Regions from separate parts of the Mus musculus genome. Here all the other regions are linked to region 1. The links are chromatin contacts, called in public promoter capture Hi-C maps. All regions are on one chromosome and are shown on one strand. Each heading gives the region's core, a stretch centred on a gene start, on an enhancer-like site or on the middle of the called end of the contact. The rest is flanking DNA. Distances are from core to core; before and after follow the strand shown.

What was found. Promoter capture Hi-C pulls out the DNA fragments that hold promoters and counts their contacts.
Region 2: a promoter capture Hi-C map of hippocampal neurons shows a contact between it and region 1, with 3 times the contacts expected there. The contact joins the promoter of AA414768 here to the promoter of Mid1ip1 in region 1. A contact is called at or near these places in 3 of 39 promoter capture datasets (the C10 cell line, hippocampal neurons and liver).
Region 3: a contact with region 1 is called in a promoter capture Hi-C map of pre-B cells, with 9 times the contacts expected there. The contact joins the promoter of Med14 here to the promoter of Mid1ip1 in region 1. A contact is called at or near these places in 8 of 39 promoter capture datasets (the 3T3-L1 cell line, the C10 cell line, cranial neural crest and 4 more).

What each region holds. Positions count from the first base shown.
Region 1 is chrX:10,715,217-10,719,345 of GRCm38.p6, forward strand. It overlaps Mid1ip1 (Mid1 interacting protein 1 (gastrulation specific G12-like (zebrafish))), which reads left to right and starts at 2,149. Exons shown (of 2, transcript NM_026524.4): 1 at 2,149-2,488; 2 at 2,771-4,129. The coding sequence starts at 3,014. The coding sequence ends at 3,562.
Region 2 is chrX:12,935,050-12,939,178 of GRCm38.p6, forward strand. It overlaps AA414768 (expressed sequence AA414768), which reads left to right and starts at 1,824. Exons shown (of 1, transcript NM_001272033.1): 1 at 1,824-3,492. The coding sequence starts at 1,916. The coding sequence ends at 3,079.
Region 3 is chrX:12,760,314-12,764,442 of GRCm38.p6, forward strand. It overlaps Med14 (mediator complex subunit 14), which reads right to left and starts at 1,660. Exons shown (of 31, transcript NM_001048208.1): 1 at 1,154-1,660. The coding sequence starts at 1,386. It overlaps Gm14634 (predicted gene 14634), which reads left to right and starts at 1,965. Exons shown (of 5, transcript NR_045852.1): 1 at 1,965-2,673.

The DNA of each region.
Region 1 (4,129 bases), core at 899-3,398:
AAGGAAGGAAATTGATCCAGATGAAGGATGGAGGCCAAAGGGAAGGGGCTAGAGGCTTTCTCCACGGCTTAGCTAATTTTCAAAGTGGGATGCCTTTACTAGGCAGTTGGGATTTCCGTTTTCTGGGAGCTGTTAGAGAAAAGAAGGCAGGATTCCAGCATTTAATAACCCAAAGCAATTCCAAATTTTCATTAGGGTGCATACTTAAAATATCCAGAGGGTCTGGGTCTCAGAAGGGGTCAAACTACATTTTAAGTTATGAGAAACATCAACTACTGGTAACCAGGTAATGTGTTTTTCTAAAGCTCTCTTCCTTGGCTCTTGTCTGCCATAAGGGTTAAAACAAGCCTGGACTGTTTTGAACACCTCTGTGCAGAAGAAGTGGTAAAGGTGAGGGTGAGGTCCTCTCTGGTTCATCTTAGCCTATTTCCCTATTTTTAAGGGTTCAGACTCTTGGCAGAAAATGCCTCTAAACTGTGATGAAGCCCTAAGTACTTTACAGTGTACACAGTGAAGAGTTTTACCGCCGATACCTCATTGAACCCTAATAGAACCCTTTGCCATAGCCCAAGAAGAAGTTCCTTTTTATTGCTAAAGCAACACTGGAAATTTTTCTCTCATGGGAGACACTCCATTTTGTTGACAAACAGAGGGTGGAAAAGTTTTCAAATCTGGGCATAAGAAGAGAAAGGCTGAGGTTATTGTTATGTGTCAGGTTTACACAATGCATGTTTCCCATCTACATTCTTCTTTCCACTGATCTCCTTAGCTCCACGGGGCAGATAACAAACATTATTTCATGTTTAAAAGAACATGGGACACTGAATCAGAAGGATGAGTAGCTGTCGTTCCAAATCAAGCTGGCTGGCTGGCTGGGACTGTGTCTCCATACATACATACATACATACATACATACATACATACATACATACATAAGAAAGCATTGGAAGCATGGGTTATGATCTAGAACCAGTAAACCAGAGGGAGATGGAGATTTGCCAGTCTGGGTTCTAGAGTTACCAATGACTTTTCTGTCTGTTATCAGCTCTTGTTCCCTTCAAAATTGAAAAGAGACATGATTTTCGGTAGACAGTACCAGTCCTTCAAGAAAAAACAAACAAACAAACAAACCCACATGCATAAGTGTCTCTCCTTGTTTGGGGCGCTTTTTTGTCTTGCAGGGGAATGCCATACTAAAACTTCCCCCCGAAGACTTTAGTGGGAAGAAATTTAAAATTAGAAGCCTGAGTCATCTTATCTGGAGGAATGGAAGAGCTGACTGGAGGTTGAGGGATGTGGCAAAGGAAATGAGATGGGAAATGAGTATGGGCTCAGGGCTGGGAACCTGAAAGAGGAGTTTCAAGTGTAAAACTTGAAAGGTAGATCCAGGGCTATGGTACACAGCTTAGGCTTATTAAGTAACCCTTGCTTAAGAACTATCTTTTGAAAGGAGCACTTGACACACACTCCAGAAAGTTATTGGGTATACTCCCATTTTTTTTCTTTAAATGATAAGATATACCCAACACCAGTCCTAACTTCTGCCACCTTCTCCTAGTCTTTTTGATAGCCAAAAGGGCCACAAGGCCCAAGTTCACACTCCATTGCCATGCTCTTATCTCTTGGTGGGGGACACAAAACTATAGATCAGATGACCAGGGTGCTCTTCATACCTGGCAGCAGTAGTAGGAAAGACCCCGCCAGGAGGGAAGCAAATGCCTCAGTGTTCCCATCCCCCTGCAGCTGACCACGACCTGGGCCGTGGAGGGAGCACCCCATGTCCACGTGCATCCGGCATGTCCTGCTAACTCTTCTTACATAAGATTCCCAAGTATGGAGTCAGGGCAGCTGTGAATCCCTCTTACCCGACGTCTAATAATAAATCGAGGCTAAATTTCCGGACTGCAGTCACTCTAGGTTCAGGATTGAGGGGCTCTTTTGCAACCCGGACACACAAGCATTCCGGTCATCCCACCCGGAGAGTGCGCGCCAAGCCCGCCCAGCCCGCGCGCGCCAGTCCGCCCTCTGGTTTGGACGGCGGCTCCTTGGGCTCAGTGCCTCGCCCTCCCTCCCCCAAACAGCTTGTTCTGGGTTTGGTGCTGGGGTGCGGCCGCTCCATCCTCCCAGCCCTACCCTGCCTTGCCCTGCTGGGCCGCCCTGCCTTAGCCCGGGTATCAGGCGAGAGGCGGAGCCACCCGGCGTGCCCCGCCCCCGCGGTAGAAAGGGTTGGGCGAGTGTTACTCGCGGTCAGGGCTGGGACCTTTTATCTGTGCTGCTGGAGGAGGTAGGAGGAGGAGACATCAGGGGTGGTCCTGGGCGCCTGGGACACCTTTCCCGGACTATAAATTGAGCACCTGGAATGGGCAGGGGGCCGGAGCAACCACAGTCGCCCTTACTCACAGTCCGATCAGTGACCGCAGCAGCGCCCTTGGGCAGCCACCGTCCGCAACGCAAGCACTGAGAACCAGGGGATTTCGCAGTGCAAGAGGTGGGTGTCCCCGCCCTTTGGCAGCCCGGGCTAATATGGTTGCTTTCGCTTAGGTTTTAGAAGGGAGAAACCAGAGAGTCCGGGATGGGGGAGATTTTTTTCTCCTTTTTTTTCAAAGGTCTTCTGCTAGTATTGGAGGAGGTGATACCGGCTGGTCCCAAGGAACCACCCTTGTGCCTTCTCTGGCCAGCCTTGGTCAGGGTGGGAGCATCGCGCGGACCGGATGCCGGGCATCCTAACCGGGTGGGTAATTTGTTCTTTTCGTCTCTGTCTCCCAAGCAGAAAAAGGCTAGACCCAGCCACCCACCGTCAATCCTGAGCCAAAGATAAGAGCAGCCGGGCCTCACGAAGGGCTGAGCTGAGAAAGAAGCAAGTTAGAGAGGGCGGAGAAGGATCTGGGAATCCCGTCACACCGGCTTCAAGCAGGCTCCCGGCATCAGCCTCTGAGAGCGCTTGAAGGCGGCATCGCCAGCGGTCTATCTCCGTGTACCAGCGTCCCTGTGTTTCCGCGCCCGCTCGGCCACCATGATGCAAATCTGCGACACATATAACCAGAAGCACTCGCTCTTTAACGCCATGAATCGCTTCATTGGCGCGGTGAACAACATGGACCAGACGGTGATGGTGCCCAGTCTGCTGCGCGACGTACCCCTGTCCGAGCCGGAGATAGACGAGGTCAGCGTGGAGGTAGGCGGCAGTGGCGGCTGCCTGGAGGAGCGCACGACCCCGGCCCCAAGCCCGGGCAGCGCCAATGAAAGCTTTTTCGCGCCCTCCCGGGACATGTACAGCCACTACGTGCTGCTCAAGTCCATCCGCAATGATATCGAGTGGGGAGTCCTGCACCAGCCTTCGTCTCCGCCGGCCGGGAGCGAGGAGAGCACCTGGAAGCCCAAGGACATCCTGGTGGGCCTGAGTCACTTGGAGAGCGCGGATGCGGGCGAGGAAGATCTGGAGCAGCAGTTCCACTACCACCTGCGCGGGCTGCACACCGTGCTCTCCAAACTCACCCGAAAAGCCAACATCCTCACCAATAGATACAAGCAGGAGATCGGCTTCAGTAATTGGGGCCACTGAGGCGGGGGCTGTCCCCGCTGCCCAGCACCCTCTCTCGGGTCGGCTCTACCACCCCTCTCTTTCCTCCAAGCTATTTTCTTCCTGGTTGTGGGGCGCGAAGGGCACACTGTAAAGTTGGGCTGTGTACTTGGTGGGGTTAGTGTGGAGAAGAGGGCCTCATCGCGAGAGCAGAGGAAAGTAGTCGCCAGAGAGGGGGGTTCAAAGACCCCCGGAGGGGGCCTACTCTGTGTTGGTGGGAATGGAACTGGGCCGATGTCCTTCATTCAGCCTGTGCCTTTCTTGGGGTTTCTTTTCTGTTTTTCTTTCCGGAAGAGAAGGGCCTGAGAAAGGGCCATGCCAGGGCACAGTGCTGGGTTGCCACACATGGGAGGGCAGCTTCTAGCCGGGTGCTTGGGGGAGGCGGGGCTCAGCCTCCTGCTGCCCTGCCTTGAGCTGCCAGAGGAGGCCTTGGCGTTGCTAGGATTGCGTCAGTTTTCCTGTTTGCACTATTTCTTTTTGTAACAGTGACCCTGTCTTAAGTCTTTCAGATCTCTTTGCTTTGAAACTTCGTCGATTCCATTGTGATAA
Region 2 (4,129 bases), core at 574-3,073, 2.2 Mb after region 1:
CTCTTATAGAACCAAGACTACCAGCCCAGAGATGGTCCCACCCACAAGGGGCCTTTCCCCCTTGATCACTAATTGAGAAAATGCCTTACAGCTGGATCTCATGGAGGCATTTTCCCAACTGAAGCTCCCTTCTCAGTGATATTCCAGCCTGCGTCAAGTTGACACACAAAATCAGCTAGTAGAAAGATGAAAAATCTTAAGTTAATATTACAAAATATTAACAACTCAATAGCAAAACAAAACAAAAACCTGATTTTAAAATGGACAAAGAAGCTGGAGCAGTGGTGGCACACGCCTTTAATCCCAGCCCTTGGGAGGCAGAGGCAGTCGGATTTCTGAGTTCGAGGCCAGCCTGGTCTACAGAGTGAGTTCCAGGACAGCCAGAGCTATACAGAGAAACCCTGTCTCGAAAAACCAGAAAAAAACCCAAACCAAAACAATAAAATGGACAAAGGAGTCGACAGGCATTTCTCATGAGAAGTGCTGAGACTCTTGTGAAACCGCTCATCTTCACTAAACTATGAGCAAACCGCAGATGAAAACCACCAAGAGGTATCTTGTCACACCTCACCGGGGGCATGATAAAAATAAATAAGTAAATAATAAAAGAAAAAAATGACTAGTGATAACAAAGATGTGGAGAAATTGGGCCCTTGCTGGGCTGGAAGTAGCTGTGAAGTTTCCTTTAAAAAAATCTATGTACAGGCCAGGCAGTGGTGGTGCACACCTTTAATCCCAGCACTTGGGAGGCAGAGGCAGGAGGATTTCTGAGTTCGAGGCCAGCCTGGTCTACAGTGTGAGTTCCAGGACAGCCAAGGCTACACAGAGAAACAATGTCTTGAAAACCAAACAAATCTATGCACAACCTAAAGCCTTCTGAGTCCACCAAGCCTGCTTGTGCTTATTAGAAGCAAAAGCAGGAGCTCTCTCCTCTCTTTCTCCTCACTCTCTGTCTGTCTGTCTGTCTGTCTCCCCCCCCCCCCCACTCACTTACTCACTCACACACTCTCTCCTCTCTATCTCCCCAACTCAGTGTCTGTGTTTTGTATGTGCAAGATAACCTCCCAGTCTGCCTCTCATACAGCACTGGGATTACAGGCATGCCTTAGGCTAGGCCACGCTTTTTATACAAGCGCTGAAGATTTGAACTTCTCATGCTTGAGCATCGAGTGATACTTATTTGCTGAGCCATCTTTCAGCTCTGAAATCAGTGACCCATGTTCACTGTAGCAGTATTCAAGATAGCCACGATATGGAAGCAACTAAAATGACTGTTGAAATGAATCGAGAAAACAACCGACCGGGAATGTAGCTCAGGTTGTAGAATGCTTGCCTACATGCTCCAAGCCCTGGGTTCCATCTTTAGCCTTTAGCACTACACAAACTAGCTGTGGTGGTGCATTCCTGTAGTTCCCACCATCCAGGAGGTGAGGGTAGAAATATCAGAAGTTCACATTTCTTTTAAAATCAGCTTGGGGCCATAGCTTGCACGCCTAGAATGCTTGTGGCCTTGGCTTCCTTTCCCAGGAGGCCATAAACTGGGTGTGGTGGCGCTGTGAAATCAGCACTGGGTGAGGAGGGAGGTAGAGGCTGGAGGTTCAGGCGTTCAAGGCCATCTTTGGCTACACAGAGTTCAAGACCAGCCCCCATTATTCAAGACTATGTTTCAAAACAAAATTAAAAAAAAAAAAGAACAAAAGGTTCCGTTATGCAAGATGAAAAGGCCCTGTAGATCATTGTGCGACACAGTGCTTAGACTTATGACTGAGGCGGCCACGCTCTGCGGGTCGCGGAGGCGGGCAGAGGCGGAGCCGCAGGAGCCCGGCCCGGCGGCCCCAGGGGCGGTGGCAGCCCAGCAGGCGTCTCGCGGGGCCTCTTTGCTTCCACACTCGTCTCAGAGGACCCAAAAGGAAGGATGTCGTCGGGGCTTAAGGCCGAGCTGGAGTTCCTAGCGTCCATCTTCGACCAGGACCACGAGCGGCTGCGCATCGTGAGCTGGCAGCTGGATGAGCTGCAGTGTCAGTTCCTGGTGCCGCCGGCGCCCGCGGGCAGCCCGCCCTCGCCGCCGCTCACCCTGCACTGCTCCATCACCGAGTCCTACCCATCTTCGCCGCCGATATGGTTCGTGGACTCTGACGATCCAGATCTCACATCGATCCTGGAACGACTGGAAGATTCGAAGCCCAACAGTTCGCTTCGTCAGCAGCTCAAGTGGCTGATCTGTGAACTCTGCAGCTTATATAACCTGCCTGAGCACCTGGATATGGAGATGCTGGACCAGCCGGTCCCCATGGCTCAGAAGGCGACCATCGAAGAGGTGCCTTCAGAAGATGAAGGTGAAGATGCAGCTGACGGGGTGGAAGACTTGGACCATTATGAGCTGAAAGAAGGAGGAGGAGGAGGAGGAGGAGGAGGAGGAGAAGAAGAAGAAGAAGAAGAGGCTAGTAGCGAGAAAAAGTCAGAGGATGAAGGGCTTGAGAAAGAGCATTTGGCAATATTAGAGAATATCAAGAAGAGCCAAAGGCAAGAGCATTTGAATGGTACCGTGTCTGGCTCGGTGCATGCTTCAAACAGACTTATGAAAGAACTCAGAGATATATACAGATCGCAGAGCTACAAATCGGGGACTTATTCCGTGGAACTGATAAACGACAGCTTATATGACTGGCACGTTAAACTGAGGAAGGTTGACCCCGATAGTCCCTTGTACGGTGACCTTCAGCTCTTGAATGAAAAAGAAGGCATTGACTATATTTTGCTTAACTTCTCTTTCAAAGATAACTTTCCGTTTGATCCTCCATTTGTTCGCGTCGAGTTGCCTATTCTCTCTGGAGGGTATGTTTTGGGTGGAGGGGCGTTGTGTATGGAACTGCTCACCAAACAGGGCTGGAGCAGCGCCTACTCCATTGAATCAGTCATCATGCAGATCAATGCCACCTTAGTCAAAGGCAAGGCCAGGGTGCGCTTTGGAGCAGATAAGAATCAATATAATCTAGAAACAGCCCAACAGTCCTATGACTCCGTCGTGCAGATGCATGAGAAAAAGGGCTGGTTCACTCCTCCAAAGGAAGATGGGTAAATAGTAGACTGTGGTGTATTTGGAACAAGGTAGCTTTAAAGACACAAACAAGCTTTGCATATCTTTGTAACAGTAGTGCGGAAGATATTAGCTAATTGGTGTTTTAGTGGATAAACTGTCAACTGACCACCAGTAGAAGTCCCAACCTTTTCATTTTGCTTACTGTGGGGGTCTTGGGCTGAACTGTGAGCCTTTACTGTGGTTTTCCCTGATAAATAATCATAGTGTCCATTTTTTTGTCATCATCTGTTTTCCTTGATTCCGTGAAATGTGTTAAGTAGGCCAGTCAGTTGTGACTTTATAATTTTTGTTTATTGGGCTATTGGGGGAGGGGGGATAATGAGTATTTACAAACATTTGTTCCATTTAGTGCCAATAAAAGTTTTGCCAGTGTCCAATCCTGGCTTAAAAGAGTTTTTTGGTCTCTGTGTGTTGTTTGTGTGATGCTGCGGATGGAACCCAGGGCCTCCTGCGTGCTACACGACCTATCCCATTGAGTTGCGTTCCCAGTTGAATGGTTATGTCTTCTCAACTACAGTCTTTTAGGGTGTAAAGCCATTTGATTGCCTAAATAATGATAAGAACTTTGCTCATGAATTAATAACATTTTTATGGCCAGATTTATGCTATGAACTATTTCCTAAGGCTGGACTCTTGAAACTGAGTTATACTGTACTTGGGCAAAGCAATCAAGGCTTGTTAGCACTCATTTGCACTGGTCGTGCTTAGCAAACTCTTTCTCCGCTTCCTCTGCCCCTTCTTTGAGACAGGGTTTCAGTTACCCGAGGTTGGCCAGGAGCTCTGGATCCTTCTGCCTCTATGTCCCAGGTACTGATGAGTTTGTTTCTTGTTGGTTCGATATTTTTTATGAAGCAGAGCCACAGTCTATAGCTTTGGGTTAGTTGTGAAACACTGCCATTCTTCCTTTCCATTTTACTAACCGGATGCTGCAATTTGTTGTAGACTGATAAACTTTATGAATTGCTCAGCAGAAGTTACATATTTAAGTTCCACGAGTACTTAATTTGGAGACTTCTATTTTTTTTTCTA
Region 3 (4,129 bases), core at 410-2,909, 2.0 Mb after region 1:
CAGTCAGAAGCCATACGGGGTGAGGGACGTACACACACCTGTAATCCTAGCTCTTACTAGATGAGGAAATCGTGTGTTAAAAAAAAAAAATCTCAGCCAGGTGTAGTGGCTCATACTTGTAATCCCAACACTAAAGCGGCTGAGCCAGAACTGAAGGTTAGCGACCAGCCCGATTACACAGGAAGACCCCGTCTCAATAGTAAGGAGAATAGTAATACCGCCACCACTTTTGATAAGGTTAAGCTTTGTCTCATTCAATAAAATATTGTACATCAAAACTGAAAGGGAATGTTTTACAAGAGTAAGTGAAGCCCGCCCTAATTCTTTTAGTCATGTACAATGTAATTCTCCAGTAACAAAGTATTGCAAGATACATCCTAGCGTCTACATACTAACGTATTTCCCTGGAAACCTGAGGGAGCCTAACAATAGGTAAAAAGAAAACTTTTATGGACCTCAGGTAGAAGATGCTAAAGAGTTTCAAATTTTCCTAGTACCTTTTATTCACATAGTGAACCATCCGTGTAGTCGGCTTGTACTCTGAAGGTATTAACACCCTAATCACGCCCCAAGGCATTTCATAGGTAACTAGACTGAAACCCGGAGGCTCATTAGAAAAAAAGTATTCTACTTTCACTACATCCATAAAGACTTAACACGCTTTCAAATGTTGCAGAAAGAATCAGAATTTATAATGTAATTGTTTTACACAGAATCGACCTCCGGCATTTTAAGAGAAACAATTGCAACCTTCATTTAAAACATTGTCAAAAAAGATGTAAAACATTTCCCTTCGTTGAAAATCCCGTTCAGTTCGAATTCTACGTAGTCCTCAATGCTTACTCTTCGACTTAGGTTTTTAGAAAATATTCCACATAGAAATTAATACACTTCTGTTGGGAACTCAAGACAAAAATCCCAAAGACAATCTTCAGCGCAAGTGTTAACATGCGAAACTAACCAGTCTCCGTGCTTTCATCGTCAACCAGATCCCCAATAGTTACCTCCTCCCTGTCCCCAGAACCTAAACCCCATGAATTTCCAAATTCTACGCTCAGCAGCCTAGCTCAGTAAATGGCAAGCATAAGCCTCTCTTGAAGGCGGGAAGGGCAAGTGAGGAGCCGGGAAGCAGGCATGGGTTCGCAGCACTTACAAGTCCGTCAACACCATAAGCTCCGAGTAGGCCCGGTGGAGCAGAAATTCGATGAGCGTGCTAAGCCGGTATCCAGGGCTAGCTGCCGCCGCAGCTGCCGCCGCCACAGCGGCTGCGGGCGGCGGGGGAGCCGGGGCAGACGCGGAGCCGCTGCTGCTGCCTCCGCCGCCGCTGCTGCCACCGCCGCCGCCAGGAGGGATCAGCTGGTGGTTGTCCAGCTGCACTGGGGCCATGGCGGCGTACAGCCCGGCTCGGGGCAACCGCCTGAGATGCGGCCCTGGAGCCTCCTCCCGGGCTCGGTGACCGCACCGAGGCGGGCGCGGGCAGAGTGGCCGCCGCCTAGCGCCAGGCCGCCTCTGAACAGGAAGCCGAGCCCAAGCTGCGGAGGCCCGCCCCCATGTAGGGCCGGGCCGGCCGGCCGCAGGGAGGCGAGCGTGGGGCGGGAGGGCAGAGAGGCGGGCCGGCCGCCACTCAAGTGGGGAAGCTTCCGCGACTGCTCAGCGGCCGCCCGGCCGGCGGGTTATAGCGTCCATGTTGCTGGGCCGAGAGCGGAAGTCGCCAGGCAGAACGGAAGGGGAACCCGCGGGAGGCCCTTTCCAAAGGCAACCTGCGACCGTTCCCCGCGCTGTGCTGTTCTGGGGGACAGGAGGAGGGGGTGCGTGGGAGAGGGGCGGAGCCAGGAGGTGCGTGGGCGGGAAAGCGGAAAGGGGGGTGGGCGCAAGGCGCCGGAAGCCGCGCCGCCAGTCCAGCGGCCGCGTCACAGTAACGTCAGTGGTCCCTAAGCGCTCTTTTTCCCCGCCTAGGCGACCGCAGCGGGACGGTGAACGGAGAAGGGTTGGCGGAGAAACCACCCGTCTCTCCTCTCGGGGCCCCAAAAAGGCGGCCTGCGGCGACCGCGCGCTGTGACTGTCCAACGCACGCTCCGCCCATAGGCGACCCTGGCGCGACGCGTGGGAGAAAACGTTACAGTCTCTTTTTTTCCTTTTTCCTTTTTTTTTTTTGTCAATTGTGGGACAAGAGCAACGACACAATAACGTCATTTGAATGCAGTCTCCTGTGTGCCGCGCCTTTGCTGTCACCCAAAGCCCAACATTGAAACACATGTAGTCCTTAAATCCTTTGCTGGTGTTCTTGGCTTTTGTCCCTGCCCTTGCAGTAGCCGCCCTATCCTGCCTGGGTTTTCATCTTTCCAACTACAGCCTCTTTCTCCCAAAATCCACATGTTTTGTCTGTTTTCTAATCTTGGCTTCTGTTTGAAACGAACTGCAAGCCTTTAAACATGTCTGTGGGTTCCCTCCACCTCCATAGATTCGGAAGCAATTGGTCTTTCGTGATGTCTGGGCTTCGAAAGTTTTTTTGTGTGCGTTTATTTTTGTTTTTTGTTTAGTAACCTAGCTATTCTCACGCACAAGTCACGGAAAAATTAACTGTTAAAAGCGTCTATTTTTGTGACCCTACCTAAACATCGTTTTGCAGCTTCATCTCTCGCAGGTGTAACAGATGCTCATGCTGATCGTAAGGTTAGACAATTCTCTTTGTTCTCCACTTGTACAATTGCAGTGCTCTTGATTCTTGGTCTCACTGTGTTGTCGGGGCTGGCATTTTTTAGCTCTTGAGCTCAAAGTAATTGGGATCACAAGCTCCTCCACTACCTCATCCATTTTTCAGATTGATAAATCATGTATTTATGGGGTACAGTGTTAAATTGCATATGTTTATGGGGTACAGTGCATGAATACACTCCCGAATGAACAAATCGGACTCATTGACTTTGATCACCTCTCATACTTTATTCTTTGTGGTGACAGCTAGAATATACCACCACCTCCTGCCACAACATTGCCTTTTGCAGGACTAAGGATTGAATCCAACCAAATCCTTGCCTATAGTAGGCAAACATTCTGCCTTTATATCCCCAGCTATTTTTTATTGAGTTGGGTTCTCCTTAAATGACATAGGCTCACCTGGGACTTGCTATGTAAATTAGAATGATAACTTGTGATCCCCTCCCTCAGTCTCCTAAGTATTTGGGATTATTGGTGTGCACCTCATGTCCAACTAAAATTCACTCTTATCTGTAGGAGATGTTATTCTATATCTGGGATATTAACTAACATCGCTATGTAACATATTGCTGCCTAACTGAAACATTGTATCTTTTGAGCAACATTTCCCTTTTCTCTGCCCTCAGCATCTGATAAAAATTATTTACTGTTGCTTTAGTGAATTGGACTTGTTAAGATTCCACTTGAAGTGAGAAGAGATACTGGCTTTGTGTGCCTGTCTTATTTGACAATATGTAATGTCCTCTTGATCCATACATGTTGTTGCAGGTGACATTTCATTGTGTATGATATATAATAGACATGTCTACAGTCTCACAGTATAACTCAGACTGACTGTAAGCTAAATCCCCCCTGCCTCACTCCTGAATGCTAGGACACTGTACATGATGAGACACACACATTTTTTTTGTGGGTGTGTTGAAGATAAACCACAGGACCTCGATAGAGCTATGCCTATCATTCTCTGCCACTCAGCTACATCTTTTCTATCCATTTGATTTCTCTCCATGATAAACACAGGTTATTTCTGTATCTTGGTTATTATGGATAATGCTGTATTTGTCCAGTGTAGTGCTGTAATTGAAACACTTTGGAATTAGAGGCAGGAAGACCAGGAGCTAAAGATGCTCTCAACGCCCTAATGAGTTCAAAGCCAGTGTAGAGTATATGAGAACCTGCCTCAAAAATAAAAAAGCATTAGCATGGTGGTGATGGTACACACCTTTAATCCCAGCACTCAGGAGACAGAGGCAGGCAGATCTCTTTGAGTTCAAAGCCAGCCTGGTCTACAGAATGAGTTCCAGGACAGCTAAAGCTACAGAGAGAAACCCTGTCTCAAAAATTAAAAATAGGGCTGGTGAGATGGCTCAGTGGGTAAGAGCACCCGACTGCTCTTTCGAAGGTCCAGAGT